Linked DNA regions of Mus musculus: regions 1, 3 and 4 are each linked to region 2. A link is a contact called in public promoter capture Hi-C data. All regions are on one chromosome and are shown on one strand. Each heading gives the region's core, a stretch centred on a gene start, on an enhancer-like site or on the middle of the called end of the contact. The rest is flanking DNA. Distances are from core to core; before and after follow the strand shown. Region 1 holds the start of Maml1 (mastermind like transcriptional coactivator 1). Region 2 holds the start of Zfp2 (zinc finger protein 2). Region 3 holds the start of Hnrnph1 (heterogeneous nuclear ribonucleoprotein H1). Region 4 overlaps Col23a1 (collagen, type XXIII, alpha 1).

Region 1 (2,700 bases), core at 162-2,661, 620 kb before region 2:
TTTGTAACACCCATTCCCCTCCCCCGCCCCTCCACACAGGTTTCCGGTTTATAAATCAGTTTCAGGGAGGCAAAACTTCTAACCAATAAATCTCGGGATTAGCTACTAAAAACCAAAGGGCACAGCTGACCAACAAGTAACGTCATTTCCCCCGTTCAACAACTATTAATATTATCAGAGGTTTTTAACAGGCTTAGTAGGTTAATTTTGGAACTGTCAATAATATAGCAGGAATCAGGCGTTCACAAATTCCAAAGTTCCCTTTTGCGGGGGTTGGGGGAAAACGAATGCCTTTTAAGCAACTCCGTTTACCGAAGCTTCCAAAGACTTTTCAATTTTCCATTCCGAAACCGCGGGATACTGTCAACTGAAGGGAGACTTATTTCCATATTAAAGCCCTAACTAACCTCCACGAAGCAAAGATCCAATCAACATCTGCAGACTAAGCGAGGCCAGGCCTACGGTGCAAGAACGCCCTACATCCTAGGCAACTCCAACGCGGGTCTGCTCCAAGACGAAGTTCTCATCAATTGGAAATTAAGTTTAGGAGAAAAGCCTACCAGCAACTAACCTCCTGCTTTTCCAGCCCCGATTTCACTCAAGTCCTCAAGGGGACGTTTTCCCAAAGTACACCGCAGTGCCACTTCTGGAAGATGACAAGCGCCCTGCCATGTTAGCCACCTCCCAGGACCCAGACTAAGAAATGGGGGCGCTCGGGAAAGTTTCCCCAAGGCCCGATCCGCGCCGGAAGAGGCGTTTTCGGGAGTGAGTATTGCTGTGGCAGGCGCCAGCCTTACTCACCGCGACCGGGCGGCCGTGCTCCGGGCCGTCCGCTGCGTCCAGGCGCGCGGCCGCCGGGGCCGAGGCGGGGGCCGGAGCGGCAACCGGGGCCGTGGCGGCGGCCGGCGGCTGCCGGTGCTTGCCGGCGCGCTTGGCCTTGGCCTGGATGCAGCGCTGGTGCAGGGCAAAGGTGTGCTGGCGCTCGAGCTCCAGGCGCTCGGGAGACACAGCCTCGTAGCGGGCCTCACAGGTGCTGTGGTGGCGCCGGCACAGTTCGATGCGCCGGCGGAGGCGCTCCATGACCGCGCTGTGCCGCGGCAGCGCGAACTCCGCCATGGGGCAGGTGGGTAGCACCATGGGCCGCGGGCGGCACTGGCCGGGCCCGGGCCTCCCGGCGCCGGCTGCCACTTCGGGTTCCTCCGCTTCTGACGGCCCGGATCCGCCTCACGCCCGCGCCATGTCCGGCCGGGCTGTGGAGCGGGCTCGGGCGCGGCGGCGGGTCTTCCTCCGGCCCCGCTCGGCCCGATTCCAGGCCGGGGAACACCGCCCGCCTCAGGCTTCGGCCTGTCCGCTATACCCCTGCCCCATTGTTTTCCGCGCCGCTGCCGCCGCCATCTTAAAATTGTTTTCGGGGCTTTCGGAAGAGGGCGGGGCCTGGGCCGGCGAACTCTGCGTCACTGCTGATGGACCGAAGCTCTAGCCAATCAAAGGAAACCCGCTGCCCGAGGGCGTGGGGGACAAGCACGTCAGGAATTTTCGGGTATTTAAACTGAACACTCTGGCGAGGAGGGAAGCCCGAGGCGGGCTCAGTGCGGGAGAGTGAACTGTGACTGACGGGAACCTATCCAAGAAGAGCCACGTTTTCTGAACACCGCCCCCTGAAAGCAGTCCCTTCCGGGTTCGTGAGGAACGCGGGTTAAGTCTGAGTGAGGTGGAAGCCTTAAGACCCAGATGTCCAAAGCTGTCTATCTTTTTAGTCCACCCACACTATTTCGAGGTCAGCCATTTCCGACCTCATTCTTTACATACAGCCACGTAATTGATCAGAATTGTTTTGAGCTTGAGCGACCTAGTAGAGATAGTTATCACTGACTGGTACTGTGAGCAATAGCTCATTACTTGGAGGGGTGAGGGTGGGAAAGAGCCTCAATACTGGGGACTGGAGTTATTTAGATCTACAGGGGCATACACTTAAAAACCGACTGATATATAAAATTGAGTCACTCAAAATCCAATCCAAAGCACTGGGTTCCAGTGATGCCACTAGCAAGCAAGTGAGCGAAGGTAAAAAGCCAGGAAAGGACCAAAAAATGTTCTGGATGGTTACTGACACCCAAACTGCCATAGGAGATGCTGGGAGGCTTTGCAATAGAAGACCTCACGAGCCACTCAAACATGTCACCCTTTAACCTCTTACTAGAGTTCATTAAAGTTTTATTTTTAAAATCACAAAGAAAAAAAGCTAACAGCCAAGTGTTTTTATACACATGGAGTTAAAATAAGAAAAAGGAATTCTAAGTTTTTGGTGGCGGGAGTGGCAAAGATAAGTGAGCACTGCTTCTTCCCAGTGCCAAGCATTACAATCAGCACTCAAGTGAAACCAGCAGCTTTTGTATGCAGTGATGAAGGACTGAACCCAGGACCTCATGAGTACGCTGCAGCTGTCTTCACATACACACTAGAAGAGGGCATCGGATCCCATTACTGATGATTATGAGCCACCATGTGGTTGCTGGGAATTCAGGACCTCTGGCAGAGCAGTGGGGTACTTAGCTGCTGAGCCAACTCTCCAGCCCACCATTAAACTGTAGTGTCAGGTACCCCAGATTGCCCTCAAATATATTGTCTGAGGCTGGCCTGCCTCTGCTTCTGATCACACCATTACGCCCAGTTAGAAGTGCAAGGTTATCTTCAAAACTC
Region 2 (2,700 bases), core at 48-2,547:
TATGACTATAGCAATATGCAACTTTTCTGTAGATTCATCTGTTTGTACAACAGATGCAAAAGTTAGGAATAAAATGGGCTGGAGTTTAGCATAAGGATATTATTTGAAGGAGGGTCTTCTCACTAAGTAGCCTTGGCTGGCCCAGACTCTGTGGAGCAGGTGGCCTCAAACTCATCCCCCTGCCTCTGTGGGATTCAAGGCACACACTACCACACCTAGCTTGCACCTCTCCAAAGCTTAAGAGGCTACTAGCAGCACTTCCAGTTGATGTGGGGCGTCAGTCACTCTTAACACCGCAACCATCTTTAGAAACTGCTACTTTTCTGGAAAGAATAAGACAGGAGATGCCCAAAGGTCTAATTATAACGTTGACCTAGAAATTTCACTACAAGGTTTTGTGGAAAGAGGCAATACAAAGAATGACATAACTGTACCATGTCCAATATTAAAATAAAAACAAAACACAACAAAAACAAAAAAGCCCAAAAGTCCAAAGGGAACCATTCGTGAAAATGACAGCTTTAACTGCTCTTAAAAATTAGTGTCTTAAGGCTATTCTCATCTCCATTGGGTGGTGGTTTAGATGCACTTCAAGCATCTTACAAAATGCCTTTTGTAACTCCATTTTTAAAGGTGAATGGAGGAAAGGCACTAACATCTTTTTTTTTTTTTTTGGAAGCAAAAGGTTTCTATTTATACATATAACACAATACATGGACTTTAGGACAAATTTCGAATGATTTCGCTCGTACATTTTTCTAGTTGACCAATAATGAACTTAAAGAAAGGGTGGGCACGTTCTTGCTTATTCAGGACTCATTTTACAAGCTCCTCCTTCGCAGGCAGAGGGCGGGTCCCCAGCAGCGGTGCACACAATGGCCAGAGCCCCGGACTGTGGTCCCGTGCCCTGCCAAGCTTCAGAGAGCGGGTCTACCACGCATTCATAGTGCATACCGAACCAGAGCTGCTCGGCCAGGTAGAGCTGGAGAGCAGTCGGGCGCGAATGACCCCGGGGTACGGGGGGATACCGAGCTGGGGGGTCTCGGTTAGGGTGTCCTGCGGCCTGGCGCGCGCGTGAGCTGCGCACCTGCGACTTCGTGCTCCTTGCGGACGAAGGATCACCTTTCTGTCTGGCCGGCTCTGCTCTTTTGGCACCAGAGCCCCGGGCTCCCAGTGGGAACGCCTCCGCCTCCCCGCCCGTGGACCACCCGCCCGAGGAAGCGCACTCACCACAGTCACTGAAGAAGCCAGAGGCTGGCGGCACAGGCAGCCGCACTGGGCGCGCGGGACTACATTTCCCACAAGACCATGAGCCCTCGACAGGGCTTCCAGTTGCGCAGGCGCAACCGCAGGGCTGCGGGCCAGCGATTGCTCCCCTAGTGCTCAGGCAAGGTTTGCCACCTTAAGCTTATTTTCTTAAAGAAACTGGTTCTAGAACCTTTTCCTTTCCTAAATTAAGAGAACCTTGGACACCCCCTTGCATGAGGTTAGGATGAGAGGTAAGCTACTAATGTAATGTAGATACTTCACGGCGCTCTGTGACCAGGTAGTAAATGATGCACTGGCTGGGTGAATTGTTACTGTGGAAAACCAGCCACCTCTGTGAGTGAAACTCGTGGGTGCTAAGGTAGTTTCGGCTGCATCCACGGCTTTGGAACTTGGAGAATATCTTAGGATAATTTCCATCCTATCTTAGGATAGAAAGATAGGTTACAAACTGTAATATTGGGTTCTTGTCTGGCCGCTTGTTTTTTAACGTTTTTTCTTTAAAATCTGACATCATGATACTTGAATACAGTGCACTGTGATCACATTCACCCCCAGCGACCCTCATTCATGTGCCCTTCTTTCACTGACCTCCATCCTTCCCAACTAGTCCTTCTTCTATACTTTTGGTCCTTTCCCCCTCGCTTCAGCCTGTAAAACTTCTATTCCATGCAACAAAGACTATGTTCCGAACCAAATGTCGGACGGGCATCTGGAGGCCACTTTTTGACGAGGCTCAAAAATCCTATTAGCCAAACGTGCGTGCCCAAATTCCTTTTATCCCACACCTTCCGCTTTTATCCCACACCTTCCGTCTTAGGTCTTTGACATTGTGTTTCTGCTCTGATGGGAGGATCTCCTGGGACTCGGAAGCTCAGGAACCACACAGCTCTGAGGTGGGACAATGTCCCAAAAGAAGGGCACCCTGAGACATGGGAGCTGAGGAACTAGATAGCTCTAAGAGGAAGCCTCCTCAGCAGAGGCGATGCAGCTACCAGGGCATGGCGTCCTCAGCGGAGCTCAGGAGCCTCAGTCCCTCTCCTTCTCATCGTTTCTTCTCTTCATTGCTTCTTTTCTTCTTCACTTCTGACCAGGCATAAGAATCTCATGAAAGAGATTTATTGGATGGACCAGGGTGTGAAGGGATGAATCCAGGGATGGCTGCTCTCTATCCTAGGGAACAGACAACAGGGAATTAGACAAAGTGGCAGTGCTTATATAGGATCTCTTAGGGGGCGGGGCTTTCCAGGGCAGAGATTTCCAGAGTGATGATTGGTGGGATTTCAAGTCCTGAATTTGGGGAGCTCAGGGATTAGTGGATTTTCTGCTCAAGGATTGATGTTTTGTCTGTGTGTCTGTGTGTGTGTGGGGGGGGGGAAGCTCAGGAATTGGCGGCTTTTTTCACCCCCCCTTTCCCTGCATCAGGCCCATGGG
Region 3 (2,719 bases), core at 164-2,663, 540 kb before region 2:
TCCCAGGCTGCCTTGAACGCACTCTGTTGCTCAGGCAAGTCTTGAAGTTGCAGTTCTCCTCGGCTGGGCTTGTGTTCTTGCCTTTCACCCACCTCCTGGCCTGGAGACTTGGGAGTTCTCACTTTTCGATGATCTAAACTAGTGTTTTCTGTCTCCTCTAGATAGATCCTTTGCAGGTGAGGTCATGTGCAGTTATTCTCCCAGCCTGTCTCATCCGAGTTTCCCTTACACCTGAAGGTTCACGTTACACAGCTCCTGTTGCTCTCTTGAAGTCTTGTGATGCCCTTCTACTTAACACCCTTGCGCAGACTTAAAAGGTCTGAGTTCTGCACGCAGTCTCTGCACCTTTCCTTTGATGACACCCCCCCCTTTTAAAAAACAAACTGTTCAAACTGGATTTAGCCTCCTCAATGTTGCACTTGAAAGAAAAGCGTATTTTTGCCTGTAACCTCTTGTGATGGCTTTCAGAGGCTTACCAATTGTGGTACCTACCGTGGCACCGCCCAAACAATAACTCTTATTGTTAATTTCTAGGGTAGGTCAGTCAGATTCGGAGAAACTCGGGACATCATCCGTATTCTGCTATGTTGCAGGAATTCTCTTAAACGTCACCCATTTACCTCTGTAAGGGCACACGGGATGACCCGGGCGTGTCTCCACCTTGGGAGAGGCCCGTTGGTCGGTCGGGCGCAGCGCTCTGGGGCTGCGTCCTTCGCGCCCCTGGCAGTCTCAGCCTTCCCTCGCGAGGCGCCGCACACCGAGCGCCTCTCGTGCAAGGGCGAGGGGTTCGTAGAGTGCGAGTCCGTTAGGCAAAGTGGGGTACAGGACTAGCTCGGGCACTGGCAGCCCATGTGGGTCGGGACTGACCCCCTAAAGCGGGCAGGTAAGGGGACTGGTCCCAGGCGCCCCACGGAGATCGGGGATTTGGGCGCAGGGGGCGGGGCGGTACCCAGAGGAGGTTTGGCACAACCCGGCCCTCCAGCTCCTACGCGTTCTGAGGAGAAAGGGCATGGCTTCCTTTTCTTCGTGGTGTCTTTCAAAACCGACAGGAGCGCGGATGAAAAGCTGCGGATTAAGGGTAGAACTACCGCCCCTGCAAACCTGAACGAACTCTGGATTACTACCCAGTCCCTGCGGGGAGCTGATTAGCGCCATTCCCCTCCCCCACTCCGGCGGGTAGGTCTAGAGAACGGTTTGAAGGTAGCCGCATGCGCATTAAGTAAAACAAGAAACCGCTGAGACGCCAAGCGCAATAATTGCAAAAAGGCGCAGGCGCAGAAAGAAAAAAAAAAAACAACCAAAAACACCTCGGTCAGTTTATGAAGAGGGCTGAGCCCAAACGCATGCGTGTAATAATAGGACGGCGGGAGAGAGCTCGGGGTTTCTTAATACGCATGCGTCCAATCTCTCTGTGACGCAAGTGGGGCGGGGCCGGCAACAGGGTGCGCGTGCGCAGAGCTTGCTGGAAGGGCTTTATTTAGCCTGCGCAGGCGCCCGCTTATCATTTCTCCTCAGCCACGCCGAGGCTTTTTGTGGAGGTGAGTGACTTTCCGTCTTCGACTGCTGCCCGAGCTCTCCACGGACACCTCTTTGGGTGACGATTGCTTGTCGCTGAGCTTAGGTTCTAACCTGAGGGGCCGTGGCAGGCGCAGGCTGCCCCTGGGAGCCGCGAGTGTCTCGCCGGCGTGGCAGCGCCGCCTAGGCCTGCAGGCCGCGCCGCTTTCTATTGTGTGAGATGTCTGAGGAGGCGGAGCGGAAGCGGCGGCCGCCATTTCCTCGTCTCAACCGTGGCTGTGGGCCAGGGTCTTATTAGCTTGGCGCCTCGGCCCTGGGCGCACTGGGCGGCTTTGGGCATCGGGTCGCTAGCCGAGGCCGGGTTGCATGCTTGAGTCTCCGGGGCCCAGGCATCCTGACGGGCGGGACTCGCATGGCGGCGCCCGGTGCCCGCTGTGCGCCGTGAAGTGGGAGGGCCATTTAAATGCCTGTTTTCTCAGACGCGTTCCTGACCCCCACCCCCACCCCGCAGCCCCGCAATCTGTGTGGACGCCAGGACCACCGAAGGGACGATGATGCTGGGAGCAGAAGGCGGAGAGGGCTTCGTGGTGAAGGTCCGGGGCTTGCCCTGGTCCTGCTCCGCGGATGAAGTGCAGCGCTTTTTTTCTGGTGAGTTGAGGCGGGAGTTGTCAGTGGGGCCCGCGGCTGGGCCGGGCCGGGCCGGGTTGGGGCGGGGCGGGTCTCCCGGGCGCCCCCTAGCGAGTCGCGGCCACCAGCGGTTTCCCCAGGCGGCTCGCGCTCTGTTGGCCGCTGTTACGCAATGGTAATTGCGAAATCCGCACCCCCCCCAACCCCCTTGGGGATGCTGGTGGCCCTGCTGAATTTGTTTTCTTTTAAAACTTTTTCTGTCTCTATGCATCAATCTGTGCATTCTGGAGTAGTCTAAGAAAAATTTAAGTAGGGAAAGATGTGATTTCTTCTCAAGTCGTGTAAGGTTTTGTAAAAAGGTACTTGTAGTGTTGACCTTACCATCTGAATTTAGCTGTGGTAACAGAAAACGATCTGTAAATCGAGCCCCAAGTATACTGCAAGCAATTGCAGGGGGCCGTTGCCGTCCGGGTTTGAGTTGAACTGCAGCTTGGAGCCTTTAGTTGTTAACATTGGTCCCTTTTCGGATGAATATTGAGCTGGAGTTTGGATTTGAATGAAATTGTTATGTGGTTGC
Region 4 (2,700 bases), core at 108-2,607, 620 kb after region 2:
TGTGTGTGTGTCTGTGTGTGTGGTGTGGGTGTCTGTGTCTGTGTGTGGTGTAGGTGTCTGTGTGTGTGTGTAGGTGTGTGTGTGTGTCTGTGTCTGTTTGAGTGTGTGGTGTGTGTGTGTCTGTGTGTGTGGTGTGGGTGTCTGTGTCTGTGTGTGGTGTAGGTGTCTGTGTCTCTGTGTGTGTGTGTGTGTGTCTGTGTCTGTGTGAGTGTGTGGTGTGTGTGTCTGTGTGTGTGTGTATGTGTGTGTATATCTGTGTCTGTGGTGTGTGTGTCTGTGTGGTGTGGGTGTCTGTGTCTCTGTGTGTGTGTGTGTGTGCATGTGTGTGTGTGTGTGTGTGTTTGGCAGTACTAGAAATTGAAAATAGATTTTAATTGCACACTAGGCAGTCTTCCACTGTGCTCTACCTCCAGCCTCCGGAAATACTTCTGATGACCAGCATTTTAAATAATGTTTTCCTCCCACCACATGTTTTAAAGGTCTCCTGCTTTTGAGGCAGAGGCAGAAGGAAGGAGGAATCTCACCAGGAGAAGTCTACAGTAGTTTATTGACAAAGATAGAATTGAAAACTGAGATAGAAGAGTTGCCAGGACATGAGGCTCAGCCTGAGCAAAAACCTTCTGTTAGGATCTGGGGCCTGCTATATGGCTCAGCAGGCAAAGGTGCTTGCTGCGAAGCCAGACCACTAAGTTCACTCTCCAAGACCCCCATGGTGGAAAGAGAAAACCGACGCCTGGGAGTTGTCCTCTGACCTTCAAGTAATTACCACGACACTCTCAACCCGCACAACACACAATAAATAAACACAATAAAAAATTTTAATGAGGAATCAGATCTTCATGGGGCATGAGGCAGGTCCCACTGGAATCAGAAACCCTCACGCAGGCATCTCCCAGGACCGAGCACCACCCACAGGCCCCGTCTGGTTAAACTCACAGTACCCAGGGAGGCAGGACCTGCAAAGCCTCCAACATCAGTCAGGCATCGACAGCTGAGGTCCCAAAGGACAGAGTAAGCTGGGGGCTGAAATGTGGTCTTTGAGACAGGGCTCCAGCCTGGGACCAATTTCCAAGTGAATAACTCAATTGGACTGTTTGGAATTAATCAGGCGAACAAAAAAAAAAAAAAAAAAAAAAAAAAGCCATGACCACCACACACTCAGACGCTTCCTTACACTCTTCCAGTTCAAAAACAGCTTTGATTGTAAAAATGTAATTAGTTAAATGATTCATCTGTAATACCCCCCAAATTCATATGCTTTCTTAAATTCTAACATCCCCTGGCTCACTCCCATCTGACCCCTGCGGGGCAGCTCCCAGCCCCCAAGATGCTGGGCAGAGGGAGGAGGGGTGAACACCCACTTCCTGAGTCCCCCATAATAGTCCCCAGATTGGAACCTCAAAGACAGAGCCAGCTGGGCTTGCAGAAGAGGTCCTCCATACGGGCTTCCTTCCCAGCCTTCCCCCAGGCAGAACAAAACAGGTACTTCTTCAGTCCTGCCATGGTCGGGGTGAGGCTCTCCATTCCTCAGTTTCCCATCATGTCACGTGTGAGGCAGCCAAGGAAAGAGAGATGACCACAGGCAGTCATGGGGCCTGCGCTTTGGGTCCGCTGCTCAGGTTCCAGGGCCGCACACCCTCTCCTGTTTCTGCACCTTCCTGGTACAGGGGCCTCCTGCCCACAGGTCACTCTGGAAGAGGAAACAGTACCACAAGAGGCCAGCAGAGGAGAATGGGCCGGCTGCTTACTGGTTGCCAGCAACCAGCCATGGAGTGGTACCTGCAGACTGGCTGCTGCCTGGCACCTCTCTTCATTTCACCACACACAGCCTACTGCGTGGAGGAGCCTGTTCACAGAACTGGGCCAAGTCATAAAAAGACTGGGGAGAAGACAGTATGTGAGTAGGAAGCTGTTCCTGCCGCCTCCCATGACTTGAGAAAGAATGAGTTTGGGGTCCCCATAGACTGTGCGATCTCAGGCATATCTCACTCCTCATAGATATTATGTTCTTTGCATCCCTGGTAGCAATTAGGAGATCCAAGTGGATGGTTCCTGGGAGCTCCAGGACTGGGCACTCATACCGGGTTCAGTGAATGACAGTTCCTGTCGCTTAATGATCATTCAGTCCAGCAGGGGGAGCCCTTGAGGCTAGCAAGCTTTGCCTGGGTGAGCATACTAAGTACAGAGCCTCTAGCGCTGTGACACCAGGGCAGGAGTTGGCTTTCACTAGCAGATAACAAATCAAGGGCGCCCCCTAGTGCTCACCGGCGTTCAGACACCGGGGCTGGTGGGAAATTGGACCTTTCGTTCATGGAATCACTGTCATGTGTAAACATTGTTCAACAAACGTTTATTCTCAGCTCCGGGCAGTTTGGCATTTTACAGATAGTAGCAAGAAATCCATCCTAGAAGCCTACGACTGATCCAGAGAAAGATCCACAAGTCACCTAAGCTCCAGCTTCACATTAGGCTGTGGTCAGTGTCAAGAGGGTTTAGTAGCTGTGAGCACCTACCTACCTGCAAACCCACATCAGGCGGGGACAGGGCTGCAGCCTCAGGAAAGGGAGGTGTGATATAAGAACAAAAACTGAAGTAGGGGGCTGGGAATATAGCTGACTTTGTAGTCTGTGTGCCTAATATAAATAAGGCCTTGGGTTCTATGGGGATCCTCCCCCTTTTTTTTTTTTTGTAAAGATTTAC

What was found. Promoter capture Hi-C pulls out the DNA fragments that hold promoters and counts their contacts.
Region 1: a promoter capture Hi-C map of hippocampal neurons shows a contact between it and region 2, with 4 times the contacts expected there. The contact joins the promoter of Maml1 here to the promoter of Zfp2 in region 2. A contact is called at or near these places in 3 of 39 promoter capture datasets (cranial neural crest, hippocampal neurons and liver).
Region 3: a promoter capture Hi-C map of hippocampal neurons shows a contact between it and region 2, with 2.6 times the contacts expected there. The contact joins the promoter of Hnrnph1 here to the promoter of Zfp2 in region 2. A contact is called at or near these places in 10 of 39 promoter capture datasets (the 3T3-L1 cell line, cranial neural crest, frontonasal cranial neural crest and 6 more) and 1 of 115 datasets of contacts at active chromatin or transcription factors (astrocytes).
Region 4: a contact with region 2 is called in a promoter capture Hi-C map of second pharyngeal arch cranial neural crest. The contact joins the enhancer-like site here to the promoter of Zfp2 in region 2. A contact is called at or near these places in 1 of 39 promoter capture datasets (second pharyngeal arch cranial neural crest), 9 of 115 datasets of contacts at active chromatin or transcription factors (bone marrow-derived macrophages, embryonic forebrain, embryonic limb bud and 2 more) and 2 of 9 other capture datasets (adipose tissue and embryonic stem cells).

What each region holds. Positions count from the first base shown.
Region 1 is chr11:50,290,925-50,293,624 of GRCm38.p6, forward strand. It overlaps Maml1 (mastermind like transcriptional coactivator 1), which reads right to left and starts at 1,412. Exons shown (of 5, transcript NM_175334.3): 1 at 802-1,412. The coding sequence starts at 1,137.
Region 2 is chr11:50,914,879-50,917,578 of GRCm38.p6, forward strand. It overlaps Zfp2 (zinc finger protein 2), which reads right to left and starts at 1,298. Exons shown (of 6, transcript NM_001044698.2): 1 at 1,231-1,298.
Region 3 is chr11:50,376,265-50,378,983 of GRCm38.p6, forward strand. Hnrnph1 (heterogeneous nuclear ribonucleoprotein H1) reads left to right here and starts at 1,414. Exons shown (of 13, transcript NM_001347487.2): 1 at 1,414-1,538; 2 at 2,027-2,163. The coding sequence starts at 2,067.
Region 4 is chr11:51,537,629-51,540,328 of GRCm38.p6, forward strand. The region is part of intron 5 of Col23a1 (collagen, type XXIII, alpha 1); the gene reads left to right. Among named protein-coding and RNA genes, the nearest start is that of Phykpl, 46 kb to the right of the region's middle. Within about 2 kb of position 1,358, at least 39 of the 459 cell types and tissues checked have an H3K27ac peak or open chromatin away from gene starts, as enhancers often do. A contact at or near this core is called in second pharyngeal arch cranial neural crest, where this site is marked.